Regions from separate parts of the Zea mays genome. Here region 1 is linked to region 2. The links are chromatin contacts, called in public Hi-C maps. All regions are on one chromosome and are shown on one strand. Each heading gives the region's core, a stretch centred on a gene start, on an enhancer-like site or on the middle of the called end of the contact. The rest is flanking DNA. Distances are from core to core; before and after follow the strand shown.

What was found. Hi-C and Micro-C count contacts between places; a contact is called where the count stands out from the background.
Region 1: a Hi-C map of bundle sheath shows a contact between it and region 2, with 4 times the contacts expected there. The contact joins the promoter of LOC100383186 here to the promoter of LOC118476738 in region 2. A contact is called at or near these places in 5 of 25 Hi-C or Micro-C datasets (bundle sheath, ear, leaf and 2 more).

Annotation. Positions count from the first base shown.
Region 1 is chr3:203,213,603-203,217,146 of Zm-B73-REFERENCE-NAM-5.0, forward strand. LOC100383186 reads left to right here and starts at 1,616. Exons shown (of 1, transcript NM_001175849.1): 1 at 1,616-3,141. The coding sequence starts at 1,683. The coding sequence ends at 2,699.
Region 2 is chr3:203,065,202-203,068,402 of Zm-B73-REFERENCE-NAM-5.0, forward strand. LOC118476738 reads right to left here and starts at 1,439. Exons shown (of 2, transcript XM_035966411.1): 1 at 991-1,439; 2 at 469-889. The coding sequence starts at 1,063. The coding sequence ends at 570. It overlaps LOC103651208 (probable alpha,alpha-trehalose-phosphate synthase [UDP-forming] 7), which reads right to left. Exons shown (of 3, transcript NM_001301547.1): 3 at 2,672-3,201. The coding sequence ends at 2,894. It overlaps LOC100283972, which reads left to right. Exons shown (of 1, transcript XM_034059761.2): 1 at 1-153. The coding sequence ends at 18.

The sequences.
Region 1 (3,544 bases), core at 366-2,865, 150 kb after region 2:
TGGGATGCATGGAGCCATGGACCAGCTGACTGACCTGCACTGCATTGCATGCCCGGGTGCCACAGAACAGAGCCGTGTCATGTGTAAGCGCTGCGCTGGGCATGTAGCTTGAACCAAAGGTGTACTAGACCTCGCCTCGTCCGACCGACGCCAAGCAGACCACGCGTACTGGAAAGCGGAAACCTCTGTAGTAGGCTTGTAGCATTGTGAGACAGTAATGCGACCTCCGCAACACAAGCATTAGTTGTGAATACTTCATTCACAGAAACAGCGTGCCGCGCGCATCAGAAGCTTTTAGAAGCACGCAGGCGGACCTCGATCAGTCTTTTTTACTGCTTACCGTCCCCAGAAGTTTGTCGCATCGCCGCATCTGCTCAGGACCATCGGTTTTTTTTTTTACTTTTTACTCCTTTACTATTACCATGGACCGCCGTCGTGTCGCCGGTCAGAAAACTGGAAAAGGCGCCGGGTGGCAGGACGCCCGGACGCCGTTCGATTCAAACAATGAAGCCGCGAGGCCAGGCGGTGCTCGCTTCGGCTTCGCTGCTGCGCACCAGCAGAGGCGGCGCAGCGAGAAATAACGGGAACAGTAGCCGGGAGCAGACATGTCCGAATTTCCCAATCTGCGCTGCGCGTGTCTGCCACTGCCACTCGCGCGCTGCTTCTGCACTTCTGTGCGACTGTCTGTCGGTGGGTGGCGCGAGCTCCTCCGCCTCCGGGATGAGAAGAAGAAACGCATGGCGCGTGGCGGTGTTTTTGTGTGTGCATGCATGGTCCATGGGCCATGGGGTGTGTGTGTGTGTGAGGTTGCTCGTTGGAGGTGCTTTGTGTGTCTGTCGTTGTGTGCCAGTGCCACGACCAGCAATTGGAGGAGCGTGCACGCAAAGATGGCCCTAGCGAAATCCATGCGCGCAGGCCGCAGGCGCACGCACGCACGCACGCACGCAAAGGTCTGTCGGGCGGGTCACACCGGATCTTAAGCAGTTGAACTAGTGCCAGCCATGCACAGCCAATCTCCTGATCTGATATTAGGTGGGACGATGTCCAAGATCTTGGTAAGCACAGAATCCGCCCGCACACTCGCTCGGGCCCATGTTCCGGCAGGCACTGCACATACTCCTGCAAGGCTGCAGTGCGGTACGACCGGCACTTGTTCTTTAATCTGCATGGCCCCCCTATTAGAAAAAAAGAAGAAGAAAAAACAGCGAGAGATAGTAGCAGCACGCTGTTACACTTGTACTCCTTTCCTGCCCAGAGGGCTTCAAAATCACTGGCATCAATCACGGAAATCAATCAGCCATAGCCCAGGAGCACGCATGCACGAGAAAGAAGCGCCGAGAAAGAAAAAAAGTGAAACAGGCACTTTCGCCCCTACTTCTTGTGGCGTGGCAGAAAGCTCTCACCACTTCACAGTTCAAAACTCAAGTTGCGTTGCAAATCTCTTTCTTTCGTTTTGTTCTACGGAAAGTTGCAAATCTCCGATAGCACCCAGACGGCTCACGGCCACACCAACCACCTCACATTCCCCATGAGCCTTGAGCCCGCCAAAAACCTCCCACTTTAAAATCCCAGCCCCTCTCAAACACTGCCCTGCAGCCTCCAAGGTGAAGAGCCAGCCAAAGCGCCCAAGCTACGAAACGCCAACTCGTCAAGAACCCCAGTTGTTGCCCGGCCGCGCAGCCATGAGGTGGGGACTTAGAAGCAGCTGTAAGCAACGGCACAAGGAATCCCTGCAACCACTGGAGCAAGAGAGCAAGGGGAAGAGCAAGGCCAGCTTCTCGTCCTTCTTGCCCCTGGCATGGCTTGCCAAGCTCACGGCCAGGAACGGCGTGCCCGCTACCAAGGTCGTGCATGCGACGTCGTCCGCGGCGAAGAACACGGCTCAGGCCGCCACCGCATTCCCGTCCTGCTTCCACAAGCCCGCCAGCCCCAGCACCGCGTCGGCGTCGCGAAGCAGCCTGAGCCTGGCCTCTTCGTCATCATCCGCCGCCGACGCAGAGGCAGCCGGCATTGTCCCTTGCCGTCGCGACGACGCTACCGGCGGGGACACGGTGGCAGGCATCGCCCCGCGCCGCCGCTCGGTGGGCAACGATGACGCCAGGACCGAGGCCGCGACCGCGACCGCGCGGCAGCTGTACCACAGTCGTCGCCACTACTCGGTCGGTGGCGACCGCGACCTTCCTCACCTCGGCCACCTCGTCTCCCTCTCCCCGAACCCGAAGGCGGCGCCGCCGACACCGGCGCCGGTGCGGACGCTGACGCCGACGCTGCCCCCACTGCCTTCCGATTCCGACACGGACGAGGAGAAGCGGACGACGGCACGGAACCGCCGGCGCCGGCGCCGGCGCGCCGTCAGCGGGCGGCGGTCGTTCTCCTCGGCGAAGGCCACGGTGCGTGTGCGCTCGCCTAGGCCGCCTGCCGCGGCGGTGTCGGAGCTGGAGCGGTTCGCGGTGGTGCGGCGGACGCGGGACCCGCATCGCGCGTTCCGGGCGTCCATGGTGGAGATGATCGCGAGCAAGCGCATGGTGGGGCGTCCCGACGAGCTGGAGACGCTGCTGGCGTGCTACCTGTCGCTCAACGCCGACGAGCACCACGACTGCATCGTCAAGGTCTTCCGGCAGGTCTGGTTCGAGCTCAACAACGCCTCCCGTGCCACTGCCACCGCCCCGCCGCAGCGCACTGCGCACCTGAGCGGCTGAGCCTGCTGGCTGCTGCCGTGCTACCAGACCACCAACCGGCTCGGAATCCGCACCGCACCCCTGCGGGCGTCGGCATCCATCATGGCGTGTCCGGAGCCGACGTGGACGCTGATTTCCACGCGTTATTTTTCTGGGCCTACGTGCCGACGTGGCCTTTTCACGCGTGGCCGCGGAAAAGCTGTGGCCTGTTGCTGTGAGGGCGTACCCGCCCTCGCTTTTGAGGTGCTCTGTTGTTTGCGGGCGTGCGCGCACTGCAGTATTGCGTGCTTCTTGAGTCTTGAGTATTGTGTGTTTGTCAGCCCAGCTTCAGGTAGTGAAATGCATGAAAGGGACAAAAATAACGCTACTCGTTTCATGCACTTGGAACCGTATGCTCCAGTCCTGTAATTTGGCGGCATGTATCGCATGCAAAAGATTCCAAGATCTCCAGTTTCTAGAGTTCAAATAGCTGCCGACTTCCGGCTTTTGTTTGAAAGTGTGAACAGTTGATGTGGCCAGAGGCACCAGGCCTCACAGTTTTCCAGGTTCTTTTTTCTCCTTTCACTGTTTTCGTTTTTGTTCGTTTGTTGTTTTATATTGTGGACGTAAGGAAGGACACGCAACTCATAGGGCTGTGCGTGAAGTCCTGAACTCGCAAATTGTTCAGGATAGGAAACGGACGGCGACAGATTTATCCAGTCTACTTCTACAGTCACACGGTAAAAAAAAGCTAAAACTATACATAAACAAGGATTCAAATCATTGTTGTATGGCTGTTAGTTCCAAACCACATCACCTATCTAACCAATAGAACATATATGTATTTATGTTTTATAATTTATATTCTTGGCTAATGCTAAATGGAA
Region 2 (3,201 bases), core at 189-2,688:
CCAGGTAGGAGTACATGATATGCCCAGACGGATTCATGTATGGTGAAATAGGCAACTCCATCGTCTTATATAATGGCATTTTCAGCAGACGTATATAATGGCATTTTCAGCTTTCGCGAGAATTATAATGGCACTGATATAGTTTCACGAATAGTTATGGTGTGCAGCGTGCTTCAAAAACAACAAAACTATAATGGCGTGTACTAACCCATATTTCAGCTATACTATAGTTTACTAGGCGCCAACAGTATGCACTCGATGTTGGAAGCGCATGCAGTGGTTCAAAAACGAGCATGCTAATGTGGGTCTCAAGTTACTAATTGTTGATTTGAGGCATGAATAGTGTGTTAGATGCTTGCCTCACTATCTTTAATGGAGTCATGTACTTGTAGCCCATATTTATCTATTATGTCGATTATTTTGCTGTAGATGAAAACCTGTTCAAGAGTCCATCTCAGATGGTTGTAATTAAAAGCAATCCAAAAAAGTAGGTCGTAATTAGACATTGTCCTTGAACATTGCAAATAGCTAAGGTTAAAAAATCCACATTTCATATCTATACTACTCTATTAAGATAGTAGCGTCAGCGTCCACACCCGTCCACACCCTGGTTGCCCCCGCCTGACCCCGCACCCTCCCACGCGCGCGCATGAAAGCAGCTCGCTAGCCCCCGTCGTGCCCCTCCCCCACGACCGAGGCACCGTCCCCCGCCGCCCCCGCCCCGGATCTCGCCCCCGCCGCGGATCCCGCGCTGGCTCTATGCGGGAGTGCTGCCGAGCTCTGTGCAGGAGTGCTGCGGCGCCTTCCTCCGGCTGTACGCCACCGAAGCGCCCACCGCCGCAGCCCACACGCCTCCTGGGCGTGCGCGCGCACATAGACAGGCAGACAGCTAGCGGTTTCAGTTTCAGCAGAAGATCATCGTCTTCAAGAACGGAAACGGAACACTAAGCAGCAGTGGTGGATCCGCAACAAAGGCTGAGACTGACTCACCGATGGCTGCGAGCTCGTGGTCCTTCACCCAGGACTGCACCGACGAGCTTATCCGCTCCACCGTTGACTCCATCGACTCGGACGGAGGATCTCGGTTCCCTCCCTGCCTGTCTCTGATGCGGGGGGATCTGGGATGCGACTCCTGCTTTTGTTGGACGATTGAAGTTCTTGGAAGGGGCGGGGAAGGGTGGGATTGGATTGGATTGAATTGAACTGATGAGTCTGAGTGCAAGGCCCTGTCTCGACTAACTTATAGCTGAACGGGCGAGTGGAACCAGTGGCTGCCCTGCCCACTGGAAGCCTGGGAACGGGGAGGGAGGGGAACCAAATGGGAGGCCCCCGCCTTCTGTTTCTGTCTGTTTTGTCTTCGTTCCTGGTGGCTCGGCTTCTGGTTTTCCAGGCCGCTTGTGGCTTCAGGCAGGGCAGGCTGCTCTGCCAGTTTCAGCTCAACGGATATTTCGTCTTCATTATTAAAAGAAAACGAAAACTCAACTAACATTCCTGCCAGCTAGCGACTCTTTTTTTTTCTTCCCCACTCTGACACGACTTATTACCAACATATAATACAATAGCATTATAGATATCATTATATTTGACCGATATCTTCCCGGCCAGGAGGGGACCAAGATAAACTTGGTGAGTGAGCGAGCGAAACAGATTTCCTGCTGATTCTTGATTTCTTGGAGGCCGGGGATTCTTCAAATCTCCAAAGATTGGGATGCGTCGTGCTTTCACGGTAAGCATCTCGTTTGGGGTATCTGCATCCGGGCTGCTCTAGCACATATGATACCTCGCCTTGAAATAAAGGTTTATTTATCTGAAACTTCTCTCCCTTCAGTTACTTCGTTATATTGATTCGAATTAGCCACCGGAAGGCAGTTTTTTTGGTATTATATATATATTTAAAAAAACCGTTTGAATCTTTGGTGGGACTATTACCGCATTTGGATCATGTGGTAATCTATAGCGCCGATCGATGCAAGTGCCATCGAATCTGCACATATGCTTAGTACTTCACATTTCTTCAGCTACTAATCATAGGAATCATGTAAGATACTGGGTTGTGATGGTTCAATGCTGCTTGATGGCACCCCACCCTTCACAGGGGAGAAGAATGCTCCATCCAAACTATTCCTTGCGCAGGGTTTGATGTGACCAACAGCGTCAATGTACAACTTGAACAGATCTGCCTACAGATGTAGTGTCATGCGCTGACATCCTCACTTGTGGCAGCACATGAATCTGTTGTAGCAACAAGACAAGACAAAAAAAACTCGAACATTAGAGGTAGCAAATTGACGGAAGAAGTGCCTATGTAGCAAAATTACGAGAACCTCTTTATGTTTAAGAGATTATGATATTTATAATACTGGACCTAAACAAACCTAAGGAAGTACTAAATTATCGTGTTATTATTCGGTTCCGTTGCAACGCACGGGCACTCACCTAGTAATTAAAATATAACCCAAACACAGAGGAGCCAAAATCTGGTTTTGAAGCAACTAATCAATTTAAACCTCACCCTTGAGATTGCTACTACCTACTACTGATAGTTCAAAAAGTGACACCACTTTGTAATGTCATGTTAATAAGGGATCATATCAGAAGCTGCGCACGGGCTCCTTTAGCATTTGCCACTCCTATAACTTTCCCCAATTACTTCAGCCACACAGTTCCCTTTCCTTCTGTCAGGCTTTCATTTTACTTCAACCAGGAATGAGAAAGTCAAAGAATATGCCAAGTCGGCGAGTCAGCTATGAACATATGGATCTACGCCTTGCAGCGACAGACTACTATCTTGCCCAACTGGATAAACTTGGAGTGCAGCAGATTGAGAAGCTTCCCCTCTGTAGAATTGACTATTGAAATAATCATTATATTCTGAAATTCAAGAGAAAACTGGCTAAGACCCTCCAATTGGTGTATCGCTGGATTCTGATTGTTCGTCACCAATATCAAGTGATGAGATAGATGCCGCCAATTCATCAGCCGAATCAGATTTCAGTTCAGCTCCAGTGGCATCTGCAAGTGCGCTCAGCATAGCGACCACTTCAAATGTATCGTCCAGGTAGAATTTGGCTTTGCTTGGTTTTTGTCCCACAGTGCATGCAAACAGCGATGTTCTTGGAGCAACCATATTCCTCTTAATGATATCGGCAATATTTTCAAACATGTCCTCATCAGACCTATCATCGCCGATGCACAATACGA